Regions from separate parts of the Mus musculus genome. Here all the other regions are linked to region 3. A link is a contact called in public HiChIP or PLAC-seq data. All regions are on one chromosome and are shown on one strand. Each heading gives the region's core, a stretch centred on a gene start, on an enhancer-like site or on the middle of the called end of the contact. The rest is flanking DNA. Distances are from core to core; before and after follow the strand shown.

Region 1 (2,700 bases), core at 118-2,617, 180 kb before region 3:
TCTGGTAGATTTTTATGTGCAGTCTCCAGGACTCCTGGATTGCGAGGGATTCTGGGGCCCTCTGTCAATTCTTAGTATGTCTTAATCAATTAATGATGTCTGCTATGGAAGTGAGGGCTGGGGGGGGGGGGTTGGGTACCTGTGCCCTATATGCCTGTCTTTATGATTAGTAGGTAAGTGGTGTGGAAGATGGTGGAACGTCAGCAGAGGTGGAGGAAGAAAACACACAGGATGGCCGGAGTACCAGTGTACTGACTATAGTTCTGGAAGGCAGAAGTCCAACGTGAAGTTGTGGGTTGGGTTGACCCCATAGAGTACTGTGAAGTGACTGTTCTGCTGTGCTGTCCCCTAGCTTCTGAAAGTTTACTGGCCATCTTTGTCACTCTGTGCCTGACGGATGTGACACTCTGACCCGCAGCCTCATGCCCATATGGTGCCCTCCCTATGTGCAGGTGTGTCCTAATTTCTCTGTTTCCTGGGGACAACAGTCATGTTGGATCAGGACTCCATCTCGACCTGTCAGCGCCATCTGCAGTGGCCTGATTTCCGAACAAGGTCACGTTCCCAAGCAGAGGGCTGAGGACTTAAGTGTAGAGATACAGCTCTTCCACATATGGCCTCTCTCCCTGTGGCCAGCCTTTACTTCCAAGTTTTCTTCTGGCTTGTGATGTGTCACTAGTAGAGTGGAGCTGGAATATTCTGTGTGTGATAATCAGAGCCAGGGGACTCTCGACATTCAGAGAACTGCTGGACCAGAGGGTCAATTGACTCACAGCCGATAGGGAATTAAGCCACGAGCATTGGATGGACAGGGGTAGAAGGGACAGGGGAGGAAAGAGGCAGGGAGAGGGAGGGAAAGCCCAGCAGGAGTTGCAAATACACGGTGTGCAGTAATCTGGTTTCTTTGGTCTTTCCCTGTCTGGGTGCATTTTCTACTGAAGAGACCCTTAAGAGATGCAGAAACCTGGATCAGGTTGTCTCCTCTTGTACTGACCCCATCAGGGAGTCTGCCGAGCTCCCTAGGTCCTGACACATGCTCTGGTGGTCCAGGGAGCAGCATCAAGCAGGGTGATTTGTTTTAGACGTTCATTTGCTGTGTGTATCAGGAGCCAGAGCTGCTATTGTCATGTTGTTGAGAATGTGTGTTCTTAATACAGGACAAGGAATGTGCTTGTAAGTCACCCCTGAGGGTCACCATGGTTATGGGACTACTGAGGCCAGAGATAAGGAGACATACAGAGGGATCCTGCCTTCACTTTCTTCTGAGCAGAGAGAAACCCAGGTGGCCTTTCTTGGAACAACAGTGAGGCCCTGTCTTTGAGAAATCTGTCACTAGAGGGCGCTATTTCCCTTTGTTTCTGCAAGTTCCTCACCTGGGTTGTTCAAGGAAAGGCTCTGCAGGCCTGTGCAGTCTTAATGGGCCAGACTCACTCATGGTTGTTAGGAGAAACCCCTAAACAGGACATTGTCTGTTTTAGATTGTGCCTGGGACTCAGATACCCATGCTCTCAGTGAGGAGGGACGTCCCTTGCCCAGAGCGGGGATGTTCACAGCTAATTTGACCTCGCCAGTCCCCAGTGCAGACACAGTTGTTAACCGACTCCTAGTGGAGCTAAGCAGGCACTGTGGATGTTTGTTTATAGTGTTGTAAGTTCCACCCTGCCTTCTCTGAAAGCTCCTTCAGTTCTGAGGCTGTCACAGTGCAAGAGATGGTGAACACATCCTGGTATTTCAGGAACACAGCTTAGAGCTGCACTCTCCCCCCTTAGACAAGAGGCGTCTCTTCATTAAAAACAAAACAAAACACCACCACCACCACCAACAACAACAACAACAACAACAAAAAAAACCCGAAATCTTTTCTCCCTGTAGTGGCATTCTTGTGGCCCAGGCCTCTTCTGTCTATTGGTTCTGTAATATGGCCAGGCTTCTGAAGTCACTGAGGCGAGACGAGGCTGGGCTGGGGTTGTACAGATCAGTGTGTACCAGCCTCCCAGCGGGAATGGGAAAGAGAACAGGTGGGCAGGGCCTGTGCCAGCCACTTCCGAAGCATGGAGTGGCAATGGGTTTTGCTGCCCTGGGGATCAGCACTGCCCAGATAAATGGATGCTCCTGTGTCCTCCCCAGGGTCCTAACCTTGCGCCTGTCTCCTCACAGTGGAACATGGTCTGGCCCGGGCTGCCCAGACCTGGGGGACTTCACTGTTCCACTGTGATCTGGCAGTGTTCCCCTCCTTTGGCAACTCAAGCTGTGCATCCTACATCCCAGATTGCAGGGTTTCAGTGGATCTGAGAAACTCACTATCCCCAGGATGGGCACCTAAGTTTAGGCTTTGGGGTCAGAGGCAGAGAAGGTCATAGGATATATGAGTCCCAAATAGACTTGGTGGGTGAGTTCATGGGAAGACAAGGACATGAACATGGGAATCAGAATCACACCTCAGTGAATCTTCTGTCCCCTATTTGAGCTGCCCCTGGAGTCTGGTCCTTAGGCTCCTAGTAGCCAGATTCTGAGCAAGTAGGCAAATGAAAAGATCAGACAGCTAGGTTGGCATTCTTAAAAAATCCAGTGTGTGGAGCCTGTCTTAGTTAGGGTTTCATTGTTGAGAACAGACATGATGACCAAGGCAACTCTAGTGAGGATAACATTTAATTGGGGCTGGCTTACAGGTTCAGAAGTTCAGTCCATTATCATCAAAGC
Region 2 (2,700 bases), core at 5-2,504, 130 kb after region 3:
AACTTGCTATTGCTTTTTACCAGTAGTCTGGTGATTCTAACAGCCACAGGAAACAAATACAATTGACCCTCTCTGATGATTAGTCTTGATTGACAACTCAATAGGATTTAGAATCTAAATGGAAACCAACCTCTGAGTGTTTCTGTGAGGGAGTCTCTAAGTTAGGTTAGTGGAGGTAGAAGGGATCCTCTGTAAATGTGGGCCGCACTGTTCCGTGAGCTGGGGTCCCTGACTGAAGAGAGAAGGGAACAGGGCTTCGGCATTCATATCTCTTTGGCTGTGAATGGAACGGGACTAGCTGCCTCTCTATCCTACCGTTATGCCTTCTGCAGCCATGGTGGACCATAGCCCTTTGAATTGTGAGCCAGAATAAACCTCTCCTTCCCTAGGTCGTTCTTGTCTGCTATTTTGTCACAGCAAGAAGAGAAGTAGCCAATACAGCCTTCTAGACAATCCTTAAGATGTGAGAAAAAAATCACATCTGACGTGGACAGGAAGCAATTTCCAGGATTGCAGATCCCAATCTGAGATATTCTCAAAGGCCTCACTGAGCCTCTGAAAAGGTCCTATCTGCTGCTGTTAGCATATCTATACTGCAGCCATGATTTCAAGCCATGTTCCTTACTGTAGATATCCTCCACCTAGAGTACTTTAGGAAGACCTTGTCATACTCTTTAATTTTCCAGAAACCTTGGATGGTCCAACTAAGCAGATCTGAGGTAACATGGCTAGTGGCTGCAGGGGTGGGGGCTCGAGTTTCTGGTTATGTATAATCCAGGAATCTGTTTATAATTGTATAAGACCTCTGTCCATCCCATCTCTGTATCAGAAACACAAGCAGATCTATTTAATGTTGATGTTTGAGGTTCAGAAAACAGTAAACCAGAATATCATGGAATTCCCTGAAGCCCAGTTTTCCGGGATAAAATGCATGAAACTGGAAGCTGGAGGTAGACCAGATGATCTGCTAGATCTGTGTGCCTCATCTGTTTAGGACCTCCAGGGCTTCTTTAAGCATCCTTGGAAAAAAATGAGACAGTGCATATAGACTAAACTCAACCGTCATCCTGACCTACACACATCTGCTCTCTGGTGCTTCCATCTCCTCTTTCCCTTACAGACATAAGAGTGTTCCAGAAAATCAAACTGCCAAACCGAAGAAGCCTACTATCGAGACTATATTCTGATGCATTGGATTGCCATCACCTCTCATTAGCAGCAAAACTTATGGCTTGGTCTTCCAGCTAACACTCCCTGCCCCGGTCCCGTGCCCATTAGCAGTCCAGAGTGCATGAATCACTATACAAACAGTTCATGCCCCTGTACCACTGCAAGCTAAACAAATTCTTTCCATGTGAGCCTTAATGTTAAAAAAAAAAAAAGAAAAAAAGAAAAAGATATGCAGGAAAGAAAGATCATTTTGAAAAGAACTCCAGAAAGAAAAGGAAATGAGAGTCGTGTTGGCCATGTGCTAGAAGGGCCTGGCCAGACTTCCTTCCTTCATGATTGCTGCTGTGGCTGCCTCTTAGGAAGGGCTCTCCGTGAAAGGCTGCAGGGTCAGTGCAGAGGCAGGAGTAGCAGAATGTGCTAGAATGTGGCCAAGGACAGAAAGCATGAAAATGAAGTAAAAGATGCAAAAGATGCTGTATGGAACAGTGAGCTCCTTGTCTGTAATCCCAGCTCACTAGTGGCTGAGGGAAATCAGGAGTTCAAGGCCAGCCTGAGCTACATGTTAAACTATTCACAAAGCTTCAGCCAGAACTATCAATTAGGTGCCGAGGCTAGCAATAGGAAAAAGGCAGGGTTCAGCTCAGAAGGCGGGCCAAGGAAACATCAAGGTGGAGAGAGCTTGTCCAACTGACTTAAAATAGGTTTTCCCTGCTAAAGGCAGGTAGGGTTGAGATATCCCTAAACTATCCACAGGATTCTTTCTGCAGCTGAGCCCTGCAGGTCCCAAAGAACAAATGCACAGAAGAGACTGACACAAGTTTGGTCAGAGGCCATATGCCAGGGCGAGGAGAAACTCCTCTTTTTCCTTTTTAAATTGACACCCCTCCCTCTCTTCCATTTCTATCCTTCTGGCATCTAACTTTCTATTTCCCGAGGTGTTGAGTGTGTCCTGAGTGGCCGAAAATCCAGAGCAGGATGTTCAAGACCCATGAGTAGGACTGTGGCCTGTGAGTCAAACCTTTGGGAAGTCATAGCTATTCCCTGACTTCTCATATTTCCAGGATCTGAGCTTGCCTATCTCTGGACCTTCTTACCTCCGCTCAACCCTGCCTTCTCTCTCCTCCCACCTTCTGAACAGAAGCTAGCTCTACCCTTCTGGGCTCCCAGGTTGGCCCTCTCTATTCTTAATCCAGTCCCACAGAAAAGTTGCTTAACAGTTAGCCTATTATTTCTTTTTCGGATTGTGGCTGGGGTGCAGACAATCTTTACAGTACAGTGAGTTGTTTAGCAGAGTCTTTTCTTTGAGAAAGTTACATTTGCAGCCACTCAGTCATTAGAAATGTGAAGAAATGCCATCTTGATATATAGAGGAACCATGATGACTAGCCTAGGCAATACCCACCCCCCCACCCCCCCCCCACACCAAATATCCATCCATCGGGACCTAGGATGAGCATTTGGGGGATACAGGCTCTTTATACATGCAATAAATTGAGATAAGGTCACCCTTGATCTAAGGGGGGAATATAA
Region 3 (2,700 bases), core at 145-2,644:
CCATCCAGGTTCTTTCTCTGGTCTTTGTACAGTCTCAGTCAGATGAGAGTCTGCTTGCTGGGGTGAATGCCCACATGTGCAGTCAAGCCTTTAGCCTTTCTCCACTGCACTTACTAAGTGCTGGCACATTGCTCCCTGTAAACCTGGACCATTTTGCCAACAGATCTGTGTAGCATCCTCACACAGCCTGGGTTCATCAGGTGGCAGAGATCAAACCCTGTACCTGTGTCAGTCCTTTGGGGACTGATGTACACGTACTTTCCCTGCCAATATTGGGATGTTTGTTTGTTTGTTTGTTTATTATATGTAAGTACACTGTAGCTGTCTTCAGACACCCCAGAAGAGGGCATCAGATCTCATAACAGATGGTTGTGAGCCACCATGTGGTTGCTGGGATTTGAACTAAGAACCTTTAGAAGAGCAGTCAGTGCTCTTAACCACTGAGCTATCTCCCCAACCTGGTTTTTAAAGCTCTCTCTTCTCTCTCTCTCTATGTGTGTCTCTCTTCTTCTTCTTCTTCTTCTTCTTCTTCTTCTTCTTCTTCTTCTTCTTCTTCTTCTTCTTCTTCTTCTTCTTCTTCTTCTTCTTCTCCTCCTCCTCCTCCTCCTCCTCCTCCTCCTCCTTCTCCTTCTTCTTCTCTTCTTTCCTTTTCTCTCCCCTCTTCATGACCAATTTTTGAATTCAGTTTTAGTGAATTTTATGTCAAATACTCATCACCATCTTGATCCCTCTTGTGTAACTTTCCAAGACTTCTCTATTACTTTTCTAGTATTTAGCTCTTTGTTCAACAAAATTGTTGTTCTTGTTGTTCATCTAAACTTTGAAAATGTGTTCACTTGTTTGAAAATTGTTTCATGATGTGTCTTTGCTATCAAGTTCTCCCCCCCACCCCCCTGGAATTTTCTTTGGAGTCCTTCTGGTTGAAGACTCTTAGTGGTTAAAAAGAAATATTTTGTTCATAAAAGTTATCTCCAATTGGTCTTTGCTTCGATATGTACTTACTGAGCTGACAACGCCATTCTGGCTTGCTAAGGATATCCCTGTACGTCTTCTGGTTCTAGTCACGCTAATAACAAGGCAGAGGATTTGCCTTTGCATGGAGTCTGGACTCTGCTAACCTGAGCTCTCCCAACTCATCTTGTGTAGCCTTGCTCTCGGTTTTGTTGAAGAGAGAATTTGAGAACATTAAAGAAATAACTGGTCTTTGAGTAGATTTCCTTGAATCTTTAGGGGTTGTTAATGGGTGTTCCAGACTTGACTCGATTAATGAGTGGGGGCCCAAGCAGCACAAAGAAAGAATGACTATTTTGCTAAGAAAGCCACACCTTCAGGATGAGGTTGAGACAAAGAAAAAAAAAATACCGTCTCTGTGGTGAAGCCCCACACACAAAAGCATTCTTTATTCCTGAGGTGAGTCATGGACCAGCAACGTTAGTGGGAGAGCCAAGCTCCAGCGGGAAGTTTAAAGTGTTGACTAAAGAAAGAGAAAGCACTGAACTTCACATTATCTAACTTCTCAAGAGGATCGCAAACATTTATTAGACATCATTTCAATCAAGTAGAGAATGCTGTGCTTGCTTTGTATTTAAATCTAATCATGTGAGCTCTTCAGAAATTAAATAACCTAATGTGATTCCTATTTATACTGACTAGATTGAAAAAAGAAAAAAAGGCCTATTCCTTTTCTATTTGAATAATGGACACCATCTATACCATACCAGACATAGGGAATTTTTTTTAATTTATTTTTTACACTGAATATTCCATTCTTCATCCTCCCCCATCCACCTTCCAACTGCTCCACATCCCACACTTCCTCCACACTCCCCTGTCTCCACATAGATGCCCCCACCCCCACCCCACCTGACCTCTAAACTCCCTGGGACCTCCAGTCTCTTGAAGGTTAGGTACATCATCTCTGAATGAACATAGACCCGGAAGTCCTCTACTTTATGTGTGTTGGGGGCCTTATATCAGTTGGTGTATACTCTCTGTTTGGTGGTCCAGTGTTCAAAAGATCTCAGGGGGTCCAGATTAATTGAGACTACTGGTCTTCCTACAGGACCCGCTTTCTCCTCAGCTTCTTTCAGCCTTCCCTAATTCAACAACAGGGGTCAGCTGCTTCTGTCCATTGGTTGGGTGTAAATATCTGCATATGACTCTTTCAGCTGCTCGTTGGGTCTTTCGGAGGGCAGTCATGAGAGGTCCCTTTTTGTGAGAATACCCTTAATTTTGGGTTTGGAAGGGGGTAGGTGGGTACATCTTTGCTCCTGTGGATGGAGGTATAGGACAATCCCATGTGTCCTTCTTCAGGTGCCACTGACCTTGTTTTGAAGAAACGGTCTCTCACTGGCCTGGAACTCACGTCAGCTAGGATAACTGGCCAATAAGCCCCCAAGGATCTGCCTGTCTCTATGTCCCCCACCTCTGCTATTATAAGCATGCACTAGCATGCTTGACTTAAAAAACAAAAAAACCTTGATTTTGTGTCATTCTTAAAATAAAGGGTGAAGTCCTTACTGAATGAATTGAGGTCTTTCCAAGCTTTGTTTTTTCCTGGCAAAGTGTAATCTGCATCATCTGACTTAGACCTCGGATCTGATCCCAGTTCCCCCATAGACCCTGCAGGGACCTTCCTTCTATGGGACCTGCAGTCTGACAGGTGACGTGGGTTGCTTTAGTCTAAAACTTCTTCTAGCC

Evidence for each region. HiChIP or PLAC-seq counts read pairs in DNA pulled down with a chosen protein or histone mark.
Region 1: an HNF4G HiChIP or PLAC-seq map of pancreatic cancer cells shows a contact between it and region 3. The contact joins two enhancer-like sites. A contact is called at or near these places in 11 of 39 promoter capture datasets (cranial neural crest, embryonic stem cells, hematopoietic stem and progenitor cells and 6 more), 6 of 484 Hi-C or Micro-C datasets (the C2C12 cell line, the HPC-7 cell line, cortical neurons and 1 more) and 1 of 115 datasets of contacts at active chromatin or transcription factors (pancreatic cancer cells).
Region 2: a CTCF HiChIP or PLAC-seq map of the NIH/3T3 cell line shows a contact between it and region 3, with 9 read pairs. The contact joins two enhancer-like sites. A contact is called at or near these places in 1 of 39 promoter capture datasets (hippocampal neurons), 1 of 15 datasets of contacts at CTCF or cohesin (the NIH/3T3 cell line), 1 of 484 Hi-C or Micro-C datasets (muscle stem cells), 4 of 115 datasets of contacts at active chromatin or transcription factors (the NIH/3T3 cell line, acute myeloid leukemia, bone marrow-derived dendritic cells and 1 more) and 1 of 9 other capture datasets (embryonic stem cells).

Annotation. Positions count from the first base shown.
Region 1 is chr1:88,356,299-88,358,998 of GRCm38.p6, forward strand. All of the region lies in intron 18 of Trpm8 (transient receptor potential cation channel, subfamily M, member 8), which reads left to right. Among named protein-coding and RNA genes, the nearest start is that of Gm51639, 26 kb to the left of the region's middle. Within about 2 kb of position 1,368, at least 21 of the 459 cell types and tissues checked have an H3K27ac peak or open chromatin away from gene starts, as enhancers often do. A contact at or near this core is called in pancreatic cancer cells, where this site is marked.
Region 2 is chr1:88,661,652-88,664,351 of GRCm38.p6, forward strand. No RefSeq gene overlaps it. Among named protein-coding and RNA genes, the nearest start is that of Arl4c, 39 kb to the right of the region's middle. Within about 2 kb of position 1,255, at least 45 of the 459 cell types and tissues checked have an H3K27ac peak or open chromatin away from gene starts, as enhancers often do. A contact at or near this core is called in the NIH/3T3 cell line, where this site is marked.
Region 3 is chr1:88,532,892-88,535,591 of GRCm38.p6, forward strand. No RefSeq gene overlaps it. Among named protein-coding and RNA genes, the nearest start is that of Gm19589, 17 kb to the right of the region's middle. Within about 2 kb of position 1,395, at least 47 of the 459 cell types and tissues checked have an H3K27ac peak or open chromatin away from gene starts, as enhancers often do. A contact at or near this core is called in the NIH/3T3 cell line and pancreatic cancer cells, where this site is marked.